2 separate regions of the Mus musculus genome follow, and region 1 is linked to region 2. The links are chromatin contacts, called in public HiChIP or PLAC-seq maps. All regions are on one chromosome and are shown on one strand. The core of a region is the stretch at or near the end of the contact, and the rest is flanking DNA. Distances in the headings are between cores, read along the strand shown.

Region 1 (7,139 bases), core at 4,518-7,017, 390 kb after region 2:
AATTTTTAACACCCACTGTTCTCTTCCTTGGGCTTAATCCTCTCCCCTCCCCCCTCCTCTCCCCTTCTTTCCTCCTCTCTTCTCCTCTCCTCTCCTCTCCTCTCCTCTCCCCCCCTCTCCTCCTCTCCTCTCCCTTCCTTCTTCCTTCCTTCCTTCCTTCCTTCCTTCCTTCCTTCCTTCCTTCCTTCCTCTCTTTCTTCTCCTCCTCCTCCTTTTTTATTTATTTATTTTTTTAATTTTCAGGGTTGCAGAGTCAAAGCTGGTGATCAGATTCATTCTCTGCAGCTCAGCGTCCCCTCTGTCCTTCCATCGTCCTATCTGCCTTGTCATTTAATGGAAGAATTTAAAATTGGTTGTTCCTTTCAAAACTCTAACCTACATAAATTTCATTAATTCTCTCCTCTTTTAACACAGTGGTGTTACAGTCTGTAAAAAGCAGTAAAGCTTTAGAAATTACATACAATAAATCATAGGTGTTTGTGTCTTGCTCTTTTGTTTGTTTAGGAATACATATTTGGAGATAATTATGTGACAATATTTAGACCTATTTATTCTTACAGCTTAATCCTTTGTTCAGATAGATATTATTGTACTGGGGAGCTCTGTCATGGTTTAGTCAGGCCCCAGTACTGTGGGGGTGTTTCTTGACCTCATATAATTACATTGCTCTGCCATGGTTTACCCAGACTCGTGTATTAGGGTTGTTTTCAGCCTTGCTACATGGAGCAACGCCACAATGAGTGACTTCAAGCCACACAATCTGTACTCAACCAAAGTTCTCTGCACTTTGACAGAAACGCTAAATCACAGAGACTTGGGAACTTTTGAGAAATATTGCTAACTTTGTTTGTTGAAGTCAAACCGTGGGCCCAAGACCTGTGCTCTGCTTGATCCAGCTTTTCCAGTCTGCTTCTCTGTACCTTCTATTTTCTCTCTGGAGATTTGTCTGTCTATATTCTGCTTGCTTGCTATTCTAAGAGATCTCTCTGTCCATGTCTTGCTTGCTTGTGTGTATCTTCCAAGCAGTCTTCTCTTTTTATCCTTAAAATTTCCCTGGATAGTTTATCTACAAAATACAGGTCCAGTCTTTTATTTTACATAATAATCCAGTCATTTAATCCAGGTTTTCCTTTTGATTACCTTATGACTCATCATCCCAGGACCCCAGCCCTTTGATTCTCAGGAGACAGCAAGCACATATTTTTTTTCTTAACATTACAAAATAATTCAAAAATCTGTCTGCCTTTATTAAGCACAGATGATAAACTAGTTGAGTGGGACCCTGCCCTGAAATGACCATCTGCACCATCCTCGGCCTGGACTTGCTGGGCTTTCTCTGGCTGGCCTTGAGCTCAGAAATCTGTCTGTCTTTATAAGTACAAACAAAAAACTTAGCTAGGTGAGATCTCCTGTGATCACCACTCCCTAAATCTCTTTATCTCCTTCCTTAGTAATTTTCTAACAAGTCAGCACACAGTACAGCTGCTTTTGTTTCGTTAGATTGGTGAACCCCTCATCCTTATTTTTGCATAGTTGAGAAACTATATATTTTCCAATTCATGTATTTAGAGCGTTTCCCCATAGCCTTGAGGGCTGCCCTGAAGGTCCCAGCATTTACCATTTTGCTAAAACATAGCCACACCCTCCACTCCTGGACTTGTGCTGTTTCTTATTATTATGGAGTTGTTAAGGATAACAGGGAGGGCATTCCTCCAAAGGAAAGAGTCCTCTGCTGCTAGTGAGTCCAGAAAATATGTACACTAGTACACAGACAAGCCTTGCTCTCAGAGCAGCCATCAGTGCCTGTGGAGGTTCACACGGGGGCCTTGTCCAGGGGCAGGAACCCTGTCACTGCCCCCACCAGGCCCACGCTGGGCTCCGCAGCTTCCCTCCTGGTTTGACTTTGGTATTTGGCATCATGGTGTTTTCTGGTTGTTTCAGATTTGCACATTTTTGTTATAGGAAAGTTCTTTCCATTCTAGGGTATAAAAAATTTAACTCATATTTTTAAAAAAAATATTTGTAGTGGTAGCTATTATCCTAAATGTATTTTTATTGTGGATTTTTTCAAGCATAAAATACATAAAGAATAGGGTAATGGTTTCAGCCCCAACTGCGATCATTACATTGTCTTGTTTTATTCACATTTTACCAACTCTTTTGTATTACATTATTTTTAATAAAATCTAAGATATATATTTCATTTGTTATTATATATATCCTTTAAAAATTGCATTTTATGTTTGTTACTGGCTTATACAAATGTAATTAGCTTTTGGATATTAAGGTTTTAGCTTGATTAAATCTTGCTTTAAAAATAATTTGTAAGAAATGATAAATGTTTAAGATGCTGGCAGTGCTAATTACCCTGATTTGATCATTACACATGGTACACATGTATCATGAAAAACACGGTATCCTATAAATATGTACAATTTTTATGGGTCAATTGAAATAGTAAAAAAACAAAGACATTTGTTTGCATATCTACTTGAGTTTCCTGTATTAAAAAATAAATCATCATATGCTAACTACTTTTGCTTCTCTTCCTTCATTAAATTAAAAAACAAGTTAATATTTTCTTACCTTGCTATAACCATCATAAAATATTTTTTCTGATGTTAAAGACAAAAATTCTAATATTTTATATGCTGTTTGTTGTTTTAGACTGTTAGTAGGGGCTTTTTCTACCTGATAATATTACCACCACTGCCTAATTGGTTATTAATTTTCATTATGACCAGATTTTAGTTTTTTTGTGAAGTCTTTCACATCTATTAAACAGATTGTATGCTTTTTAAAATCTTTTGTTTCTTTATTGTGATGAATTATAAGAGTAACTCTAAGTTGGTATTACTGGGATACATCTGACTTAGTCAAGATGTGCCACATGAAAAACTATAAATCTGGGTTCGGTTTTTAGTATTTGTTCATAGTTCGTGTCTGTATGTTTTTGAGTGAGACTGGCCTGTACTTCCCTTTCTTTCAGCGGATTGAATGATGTTAATACTGTAGTTATTAACACTCTCATACAAACGAGTTGAGAAATGTCTCCTGTTTTGAAGTCTCTGTATAACAGTTGGGCTATAAAGTCTTGTGTGTTTAATGGAATTTTTCATTTCATTTAAGTTTTAAATTATTGACTTAATGTTTGTTCAGGGCATTCCTATTTATTTTCTGCTTATGACTTTATAACTTCATTTTCACTTGTAGTGTTACTTAGCTGTACTCTTTTTGGCCAATCTTTTCACAAATTTATCTACTTGACTAGTTTTAACAAGCCTTCTCTTTGTCTTTTCTCTTGTATTTCACTTACAGTTATTTATCATTTTATTTGTGTGGGCTCACATGTGGAGGTTAGAGGACAACTTACAGAGTCAGTTCTTTCTTTATATCATAAGGGCACCGTGGATGGAAACATATGTCTTCTGGTTTGGCAACAAGAGCCCTTCCCCACTGTGCACATTACAGACCATAAACTTAATACCTAATGATAAATTTCTATTAAAATTTTCCTGAAACTGCATATACTCTTAATTTAAAAAAAAAGACTTTTTAATTCGGATGCTTGTGATATTAAATTTGTGTAATATTAAATTTCAGCATTTCTACTTTTATAAACTTTAAAGTTGGCAATGCAGTTGATTTAATTGTATTTTACAGTTTATACTTGATTTTTCTTGGATCTTCGAGTAGTTCAGAGAAGTCCATTTTAAATGTGAAGGCATAATTTTTAAAGAGTTGTACTCTTTTTTTGTTGTTATTGTTTAAACTAAATTGTATTTTAGTAGCTGCAGATGGGATGTGTTTTGAAAGTCATTGATGCTTTGTGGTCAACATTTGATCAGTTTCTATAAATGCTTTGTATGTGAGACAAAACAAAAAAAAATCATAAATTCTAGCTAGCTGGTAAAAAAAAGACACAGAATCCGGGTGTTTTATTTATCTAAGTTGTACGCCTAGATGATTTTGGAGCTATTCTGACTTACATCTCAGCCCTCATAACTTGCTGTTTCTCCTGGCCACGTGCTCATGGTCTGTCTCCTCTCATGGCTGCTTCCTTCTTCCTCTTCTCCTCTCTCTTCTCCTTTCCTCTCTACCTGCTACTCACAGCCAGGAAACTGAAAGCCTGCCTACCTCTATTTAGTGCACAATCACATGCTTTAGCCTTTTATTGACCAATGAGTTTCAGGAGCAAGGTTTTTAACAACAAAACCTGGTGTGTGGGGGAATTCACGTGTCTTGGGGCAACCAGGTCTTGGGGTATAGAATTTAGCATTTGGATACATAGCGCACCAAAAACAATCCCCAACATACACTGTTCTCTAATCACAGCAAATTAAGTGTGTGTGTGTGTGTGTGTGATTTTAGAGTAAAAACTACGAGCATTAAATTTTGCTTTTTAATTACTTAGGTGAATATATTAAATCTCCTGGCCAAATGGTGTATTTACTAATTATTCTTTCAATTCCGTGTATTTCAAAGTTATGTCACTTGATACAATGGACTTTAGAATTGCCTCTCAAGGCTTGAGAGATGGCTCAGTGGTTAAGAGCACTAACTGCTCTTCCAGAGGTCTTGAATTTAGTTCCCAGAAACCACATGGTAGCTCACAAACATCTATAATAGGATCTGACATCCTCTTCTGGTGTGTCTGAAGACAACTACAGTGTACTCATATAAAATAAAGAAATGAACAAAATAAATCAATGAAGGATTGCTTTCTCCTTTCTGATTTAAAAATTACAAATATTTTACAGGATGCTGCACAGTATTCAGCACCCTGTGATTTGGAGTTAATATGGCTATTGTTTATTTTGGTTGGAGTCTGCACAGATCAACTTTCTAGCCTTGTTTATTTCTCATATTTTGTTTTCTGTGCACATGGGTGTTTCTTTTGTGGACATTCATAGAGCTGAACACCAACATTATTTGGTTTATAGTGTTTTGATTTGTTGTTAATATCGTATATACTTCGTTATGTTTGTATTTTTACTATTAAATATTCTTCTTTTATTTGTGAATGTTTCATTTGGATTTTCTTCATTGAGTTTAATTTCTTATTTTTTTTCTAATATTTTCTGTGATGCTATAAATTATATTCCTTTTTTTAATTTATGATCAACCTTTGAATATCCAACCATAGCATCAAAATGAGTATCTTCACCAAGACTCTGAACTCTATAATAATGGTCTGTGTTTTCTTTAGGTTGATTCTAAGATACTATATTTTGTCACTTTACATATTTCTTTAAGCCAGGCAGTGGTGGCGCACGCCTTTAATCCCAGCACTTGGGAGGCAGAGGCAGGCAGATTTCTGAGTTCGAGGCCAGCCTGGTCTACAAAGTGAGTTCCAGGACAGCCAGGGCTACTCAGAGAAACCCTGTCTTGAAAAAAAAAAAAAAAAAGTAAGAAATTTCTTTAAATATTTCTAAATGCATTGGTTTTTTAATTTATTTATTTTTAATTCTTTATGCTTTTTACTGTTCTTGTGGATCTCCCAACTCTGTAGCAAATAGATTCATTTGAAAGTATTTTGTTAGGAATTTTAGGCAGACTGTTATTTACCGCAGAAAGCCTCTAACAGTCAGATTGCGTCTATTCTGTGATGACTCCCACTGGGACAGGCGAGTGGTTCTTTTTCCTGGCTCTCCTGCTAGGGAGGGCCAGGGTCAAGCTTCCCTGGCCTCACTGAAGGTCTCCTTATTCTATAGGGTTGCGATCTTAGTACAGCCACATTGTGCTGACTCATGGCCTGCCTTTTGTGTGGTGAACGACTGTACTTCCTGTAACTAACACTTCCTGCTCTGACTTCCGTCTTCAGGATAATCTTAGCTTCTAAATTTTTTTAGTGTTCTGATTTCAAGTCCCAATTAATTATTTTTGTCTCAGTGATTTTTCTTTTTAAAAACAAGCCCATCATTGTTCTTAAGTGCATGTTTATTGTAATTTGTCCAGTGGGAATTTTTGAGATAGATCGTGCCTTTCCTATAAATGTCTAAACCATCCTATTGCTCCCCAAAGTAAAAGTCTGTCATCTTGCAATCTTTTCCCCCTTGAAATAGAGCTTCTCTGTGTAGCCTTAGCTGTCCTGGAACTTTGTAGACCAGGCTGGTCTTGAACTCAGAGATCTGCCTGTCTCTGCCTCCCAAGTACTGGGATCAAAGGCATGTGACACCACCTCCAGGCAATCACAATATATTCTTTTTTTTTCTTTCTTCTTTTTTTATTTTTTTGCCATGCCATTATTTCTTTTTCTTTTTTTATTTTTCAACTTTTTATTAGATATTTTCTTCATTTACATTTCAAATGCTATCCCAAAAGTTCCCTATACCCTCCCCCGGCCCTGCTCCCTTACCTACCCACTCCCACTTCTTGGCCCTGGCATTCCCCTGTACTGGGGCATATGAAGTTTGCAAGACCAAGGGGCTTCTCTTCCCAATGATGGCTGACTAGGCCATCTTCTGCTACATGTGCAGCTAGAGACATGAGCTCTGGGCTTACTGGTTAGTTCATATTGTTGTTCCACCTATAGGGTTGCAGATCCCTTCAGCTCCTTGGGTACTTCCTCTAGCTCCTCCATTGGGGGTCCTGTGTTCCATCCAATAGATGACTGTGAGCATCCACTTCTGTATTTGCCAGGCACTGGAATAGCCTCACAGGAGACAGCTATATCAGGGTCCTTTCAGCAAAATCTTGCTGGCATATGCAATAGTGTCTGCATTTGGTGGCTGATTATGGGATGGATCTCCGGGTGAGGCAGTCTCTGGATGGTCCATCCTTTCATCTTAGATCCAAACTTTTTCTCTGTAACTCCTTCCATGGGTATTTTATTCCCTATTCTAAGGAGGAATGAAGTATCCACACTTTGGTCTTCCTTCTTCTTGATTTTCTTGTGTTTTGCAAATTGTATCTTGGGTATTCTAAGTTTCTGGGTGAATATCCACTTAGTGAGTGCATATCATGTGTGTTCTTTTGTGATTGGGTTACCTCACTCAGGATGATATCCTCCAGGTACATCCATTTGCCTAAGAACCCAGCTGTCCCTGAACAGAGGAATGGATACAGAAAATGTGGTACATTTACAAAATGGAATACTACTTAGCTATTAAACACAATATATTCTTAATCACTCTCTA
Region 2 (7,209 bases), core at 3,225-5,724:
CTATACTTTAAGACTAAAAGGAGGATCTGGAGAATGCAACATATAAAGGTAATATGGGTACTGTGAAAACACGGTGGCAATGTACAAGCTTCACAGCTGTGACAGCATCCCTCTATAACACTGTGGGAACAGAAGTGACAACTGACAAATGGATAACTTATACAAACCCCAACTACCATGACATAAGAAGGTCAAATATAAACAGATTGTAATACAGTATTATTCACGACATTCCTACCAGTGCTTTTTGTATACAGGGCCCTTGCTAACAGAGTGCCTGTAACCTGAAGAGATAAATGACACACTTCCAATGAATTAAATGAAGTAGGTCCATAAATAAAGACATTAAAAGATCACGGAGTAAATTTGGTATCTTTCTATGGAAGCTCACTCAGTATGCAAATGTGTTGTCAAGTGTACAGTGTGTGTGCATGTTCCAAAGCATTGGGACACATCATTAGAACTAAATAATTACTCATTAGAATAACGTATATAAATTAAATCATTTTTCATTTATCTAAGGGCAACTTATAATGCTTAAATATATTAGTACTGAATTTGCAAGGGGTTTCCTACAAGGAAAATCAGTTCCATTGGTTCCATTATATACATTTTCAAATATTACTGGAAATAATCTTTCTTTTTCTTTGGTTTTAATGTAATAAAGTAGAAAATTAATAAACATTATAAAATTAACAAGACAAAAAGATAAAATATGCATGTAAGAACTTAGAAGGTTATTTCTGTTATTTCTTAACCTTGCAGACTGTCGTGTACCACAAAGTCCTTTATCTATGAGATATTTTAAAGGCATGGTTATTAATTAGTTCCTGCTATTCTACGGCCAGAATTCTATAAAAGTATGTGTCTGGTATGCTATCTTGTAAACATAACTTGTAACAAAAGCTGTGAATGTATGTAATTTTCACTTACATATATGAATTGAACGTCCCTTCAGTGTCTAAGGTAGAATTTGATCCTCTTCCATTTTGACTTAGATCTCCTAGAGACAAAAATAGAAACACTGAAATAACAGAAATTGCAAAATTGAGTATTTCCATTAAAAAGCACTATGTGACAGCTCTACGTAGTCTCACAGTAAAAAATTTCAAAACAATAGATATATATCCTGCCCTTTTCTATCTTCCCAATTATCTTTTGTACTCAGAGCTTTTAGGTTAAAAACTCACGTGTAGGTCAACATACAAACCAATATCAAAACTCTTAATTTGGGTAGGAGACTGCCAAAGTAATTGCTAGCAGGCAAAGTATGATAACTTTTGTTAAATTTCTTTTATGGATCACAGAAACACAGGAACTTATAAACCATTTAACTACATGCTGATATTTATGAACTCTTTTGTTACAAAGCAGGTCTCCTTTCTAAGCAGCAGTATAGTCAAAGGGGTAGAAGTAGAGAACAAAGCTAAAAGCTATGCCACTATCCAGCAGTCTCAAAAGCAGACAGGCAAAAGGAAACACACAGGGAGGTGATGAGCAAGAATACATTTTTAAGGAACCTTCCAGTATACCTTAACATTTCTTCTAAACCATGTTTTTAACTGTTGATGTTATATTTGAATGGTTAAAAACTAAGCAATACAAAGCTTGGAGAGAAATTTCAACAAAAGACATATGTTTTCTGTAATAAAATTGTTTGCACATAAAAACAAGAATATTTGTAAAATCATATTTAGAATATATGTGTGTATGTATGCAAATATCAGAATCAATATTAAAGAAGAAAATAAAATTTTAAACTATTTTAAAGGTTAGCAAGATCCCAGTTAAAAACATCTTATACTTAGAAATTTAGTAGTTTACTTCATTAAACACATATTTTAAAATACTGCGCTCATGAAGCAGTACATGATTAAATATATTATTTCTTCCTCAAAGCAAATTAGGACCAGAATATAATTAAGTTTTAGAGTTCTAATCCCTGCAATGTAACTTTCAAAATCATTTCACATTTAACAACTTAATAATTTAGTGATATATCAGTTTTCCTGAGATTATAACAATAGACCTGGTTATATCAAATAGTAATTGTAAAGATTTCAGTTTAAAAATGAGATTTAAATTTTTGTAGATAATACTAAGGTACTTTTTTTCCATAATTATGCCATTCATTAAATAGCTCCTGAAAACGGAGATGAACTTCCTGTGGCGGCCGTGTCTTGTTTCACATAAGAATGCCAATTCCTCTCCAGAGCTGCGTGTTTCTGACCAGCACTCAAACGCTAGGGAGATTCTTACTTAGCTTGCTGAACCTTTTAATAGGATGCCTTTTTCAAAATATCTTCCCAAGGTGTTTCTGACTGCTTATTTTAAACATAAAACATATTTCAATCAAAGAGAATGACAAATACACAGACAGAAACAGCAAGACCAACTAACACCACAGATAACCAAATGGCAAGAGTCAAGGGCAAGAACATAAGCAACAGAAACCAAGGTTAGTTGGCATCATCATCAGAATCCAGTTCTCCCACCACAGTGAGCCCTGGATGACGCAACACACCAGAAAAGCAAGACTCTGATTTAAAATCACATCTCATGATGATGATAGAGGACTTTAAGAAGGTTTTAAATAACTCCCTTAAAGAAATACAGGAGAACACAGATAAACAGCTAGAAGCCCTTAAAGAGGAAACTCAAAAATCCCTTAAAGTATTACAGGAAAACACAACCAACAGGTGAAGGAATTGAACAAAACTATCCAGGATATAAAAATGGAAATAGAAGCAATAAGGAACCCCACAAAGGGAGACCCCCTGGAGATACCAATAGAAACAACAGAAAGCCCACATACACAAGGAAGCTGAACAACGCTCTATTCAAAGATAACTTGGTCAAGGAAGAAATAAAGAAATTAAAGACTTTTTACATGCTCTACAATGTACATAGCAGCCTTATTTATAGTATCCAGAATCTGAAAAGAATCCAGATATCCTTCAACAGAGGAATGGATGCAGAAAATGTGGTATATTTACATAATGGAATACTACTCAGCTATTAAAAACAATGACTTCATGAAATTCACAGGCAAATGGATGGATCTAGAAAATCCTGAGTGAGATAACTCAGTCACAAAGGAACACACATGGTATGCACTCACTGATAACTGGATTTTTAAAAAAAAGGATGACAAATTATTTACAAAATAAAAGCAAATGTTTATGATTATTATAGTTGTGTGTAAGCTAATTCTTTTACAACAAGGGTGAGATTACACATATAATATCTTATTTCAATTAAAATTAGTAGGATTATCATAATCTGAAATGATAAAAGAAATAGTATCTCAGTCACTAAACCTAATTTTCCTGTATTCCATGCTCTTTAAAAGCTTGCAGACACTTCGTGTGTGTCATTCCAGCACCAGCACAGAGCAAGCATTACTGCTATACCCTGACATCAGATGCTTCCTCATCTTTAGGACTAAAGATTGCAATTAGTGAGGTAAATCTCACCTACATAACTCTTGCTCATTTCAGCTGGATTCCATAAGAACAAGTATTTAAAAATCATTCAAATAAGAAAAGCTGTGGGGATTTTATTTGCTTTGTTTGTTGGTTTATTTTTGAGTGTCTCACTGTAGAGCTCAGAGGACCTAAAACTGGCTATGCAGATGAGACGCCTTCCTCTGCTAGGTTTAGTCACCACAATACCATGTCTAGCGCTTTTCTCAATAGCCATATTTTATTATAAGATGTTGCACACATTTTGTATATTTTCCATAGTTTGTAATTGTCACCTGAGAAAATGCCACATTAACTGTAATTTCCAAGGTGCAAAAGACTGTAATAAGGAAACAAAAAAGCAGATTTTCCTTCTCAAAAATATACCACATAAGGAGTGAAACTGTTTCACTAGCAATATCTGTGAAAATTTTCAGAATTTGTTACACAGGGAAAAGTCAATAAAGTTTTGAAGTGGGAAAAACAGCTTTGTCCTTTCAAGCCTACAGTTGAAATTATTACAGCAAATGTTTATGACAGGAACAAGTTCTCAATTTTAGTATAGATGTTTTAAATTCTTATTCTGGAGTAAACGACTGTTGAAAGGTTTACACACACACACACACACACACACACACACACACACACACACACACACACCAGAGTTTGTATTCCTAGAAAACTGTACATAAAGGATGCTATGTACTGTAGGAATCTTTATTAATGTGAGACATTTGGAGGCGTTACCACTGATAACCAGGAGAAAACAGACAGACAACAGAAACTCATCCTTCATTTAAACTGTGACATGCTAAGAGCGCATCTAAAGATGAGAAAACCCCAAATAAAAACTACAAGCAAATGTCATTCTATTACTAATTTGCTTTTAAATGTAGTAAAGTAAGCATTAATTTCAAAGGGAAGGAAGTAAGTGCAATGACAATATAATCTTGGAACGTATGTGTAGTGTTCCTCTAAAATATCAACAGAGGGTGCAAGAGAGTTTAATATGTTTTTAGGTGTCCTCGTAATTTGGGAATCAAGCTGTCAAACAACCAACAATAAGTGCAACAAGACTGTACAGACTGATTTTCACTCACATAGACAGATAGAAACACACACACATACCCTGCATGCACACACACAAAAAGGCTTTAAGTGTTAATATAACACAAATACTCAATTGTGTTTTAGAATACTAAATTTCCTTTTGTTTGAAAAGTAATTTAACAGCGTAAGACAATTTTCAGAATATAATTTCGATTTTAAAGGTATTTCAAAACCTAGTATACAAAGGGACATGGCGATTTTAACTCAGCTTATATAATTTAAATATGTATATGAATTATACACAAATATACAGTATAACAATCAATGTTATACAATAATTTACAATATACTCTAGTTTATATCTTTAACATCAACTCACCAATTCTTGTAGCTACAAATGTGTGAAATTTACGTATTATTATTATTATTATTATTTTTACTATTATTACTTGGTAAGCAACTTCGTAAAATAAGTAACACAAAGTAGTTTGGCTCTTCTATTGTCACTAAATGAAGTTATCAGTACTGGGGCAGAATTACATCTAACTGTGTTGTTGGCCAAAGGGGTCCCATGGAAATCCGCAAACAACTCAGGTTGTCTTCAAGGGAATAGGTGGTTGATCTGCAGACTGACAGCAAGGCTATATTGCTGAAGACAACACAAACACAAGGAGGTTCTCCTCATTGAACAAGGAGAAATTGATCTGGTGTGTCCACACAGTACCTTCACCCCTACTTTATAGGTCTTTGATATAGGAAGGTTCTCTGCACACTACCAAAGGACATATGTAAATACCAACCCAGCACAAACTCTCATCTCCAGTGGAGTCCTCCCTGGAAGAGAAAATGGTGGCACGGAGAGTGAGAGACCTTGGAACACTCAGCCCCGTGGAATGTCTCAATCAAATCTCTCCACTCAGCGCTCAGGATATCCCTCAGAAGAGAAGATAGAAAGTGTAAGAGCCAGAGGAGATGCAGGACACCAAGAAATAAGGCTCTCTAAATCAACAGGATCGAAGGTCATATGAACTCACAGAGACTAGAGACCAAGGCAGCATGCACAGAGCTGCAAGCTTTTGTATCAAGTCCGGTCTGTACACATGCATTATGGCTTCCAGTTCAGTGCTCCTATGTGATTCCTGAGTGTGGGAACGAGTGGGTCTCTGATTCTTGTGCTCTCTCCTTGAGCTCTTTCTTTTCCCTGTTGGTTTTGAACAACTCCGATATACTAGTTTTTGTTTTATGTTTTATTACATTTCCTTATGATCACAGAGAAGCCAGTCTTTCTTTTTGAGAGACAGAAAAGGAGTAGATCTAGAGGGGAGGTAGGAAGGAACTAGGAGAAGAAGAAGGAGAGAAGCCATAATCAGGAAATATTACGTGAGAAAAGATTCTATTTTCAATAAGGGGAAAAATTAAAAATGAAGTAATATGCTCATTTGAAGAAAAAAATGTTCTCAATTTGTGTTAGCTGGAATGATTATACAAATCCCCAGTATTTTCAAGTAATAATTTCTAACATATATGTATCTAAGTTATTATGACAATAATCATATAACTGTAACTTAAATTTCAAAATAGGATAAGTAAACTCAAGATATTCTTTTTGCTTTAACTACACTCATGTTGAGATAATGATATTTATTTGTTTGATCCATGAACTGTTGAAATCATGCTAAGTGAAGATTTATAATAAGTTTCTATAGAAATTTTTTATGCACCAAGATCTATCTGTTTCGAAAAGAATAAAAATATTTAAACTAGGTTAAAGTAGATAGACAAACACTACAGATAAGAATAGTTACTCAAATGTGCCTTTAGCTTACATTTGAAAGCACTGAATTTGAAAGTATCACCGCAGGCTAAGTCGGAACACTGAAAAACACTGCACACTCAAGAAAGACCTGTCAGAGAAGTGGTATTTACTTTTTAGGTTTCTACTAGTGTATAGGGGAGAGGCTTTGATTCAAACTAAGATTAGAAAAAGCAATTAAATGTTTTATTAACTTTAATATCCTCAGAAAGCATGATTAAAAATATTATGGTTAAAATGTAGTCATGTGCCGATACACAGTATTTTAAAGCAAACTGTGAGGAGACAGTTTAATCTTCTTTATTATCTTGAATTTATCTACATTTTAAAGATCAAATAATGGTCTGATTAATTTCTCTATCTTAAAATTGTTATTTTTAAATAATAAAAACTCTTTGGAAAGAAAATATTTTTTGGGCATTGTTTTAAGTCAGATCAACTTGTCTCAGAGAATAGAGGTTATGTATGTCATCAAGATACTGAGAAAAGTTTCATGAAATCTTCATGTTACATTCAGTACCACATTTGCTCTTTTGTTTGTTTTGGTTTTTGTTTTGTTGTTGTTTGAAACAGGGTTTCTCTGTGTAGCCCTGACTGTCCTGGTACCGTGGACTAGCAGTCCCGGAAATCAGAGATCCACCTGCCTCTGCCTTCTGAGTGCATATTTTAAATAGCAGAGAATCAAATGGTGCAGTGGGCACAGCCCTTTCCGCAAATACACGTAAACACCTGAGGTTTTATAGATATTATAGAATATAATATTATAGAAAGCTAATATGGCTATCATGTCTGCAACTCCAATTCAAATGACAGAGATCCTGGTCCTCCTTACTCACTAAGTCTAGCCAAATCAACAAGCACCAAGTTCAGTGAAGCAATATT

The links. HiChIP or PLAC-seq counts read pairs in DNA pulled down with a chosen protein or histone mark.
Region 1: an H3K4me3 HiChIP or PLAC-seq map of bone marrow-derived macrophages shows a contact between it and region 2, with 8 times the contacts expected there. The contact joins two enhancer-like sites. A contact is called at or near these places in 1 of 15 datasets of contacts at CTCF or cohesin (large pre-B cells), 2 of 484 Hi-C or Micro-C datasets (bone marrow-derived macrophages and neural progenitor cells) and 6 of 115 datasets of contacts at active chromatin or transcription factors (the 230-238 cell line, CD8 T cells, acute myeloid leukemia and 3 more).

Annotation. Positions count from the first base shown.
Region 1 is chr17:51,376,999-51,384,137 of GRCm38.p6, forward strand. No RefSeq gene overlaps it. Among named protein-coding and RNA genes, the nearest start is that of C330011F03Rik, 68 kb to the right of the region's middle. Within about 2 kb of position 5,768, at least 28 of the 459 cell types and tissues checked have an H3K27ac peak or open chromatin away from gene starts, as enhancers often do. A contact at or near this core is called in bone marrow-derived macrophages, where this site is marked.
Region 2 is chr17:50,983,672-50,990,880 of GRCm38.p6, forward strand. Tbc1d5 (TBC1 domain family, member 5) reads right to left here. Exons shown (of 22, transcript NM_028162.4): 4 at 934-1,003. Among named protein-coding and RNA genes, the nearest start is that of Gm31083, 110 kb to the left of the region's middle. Within about 2 kb of position 4,475, at least 2 of the 459 cell types and tissues checked have an H3K27ac peak or open chromatin away from gene starts, as enhancers often do. A contact at or near this core is called in bone marrow-derived macrophages, where this site is marked.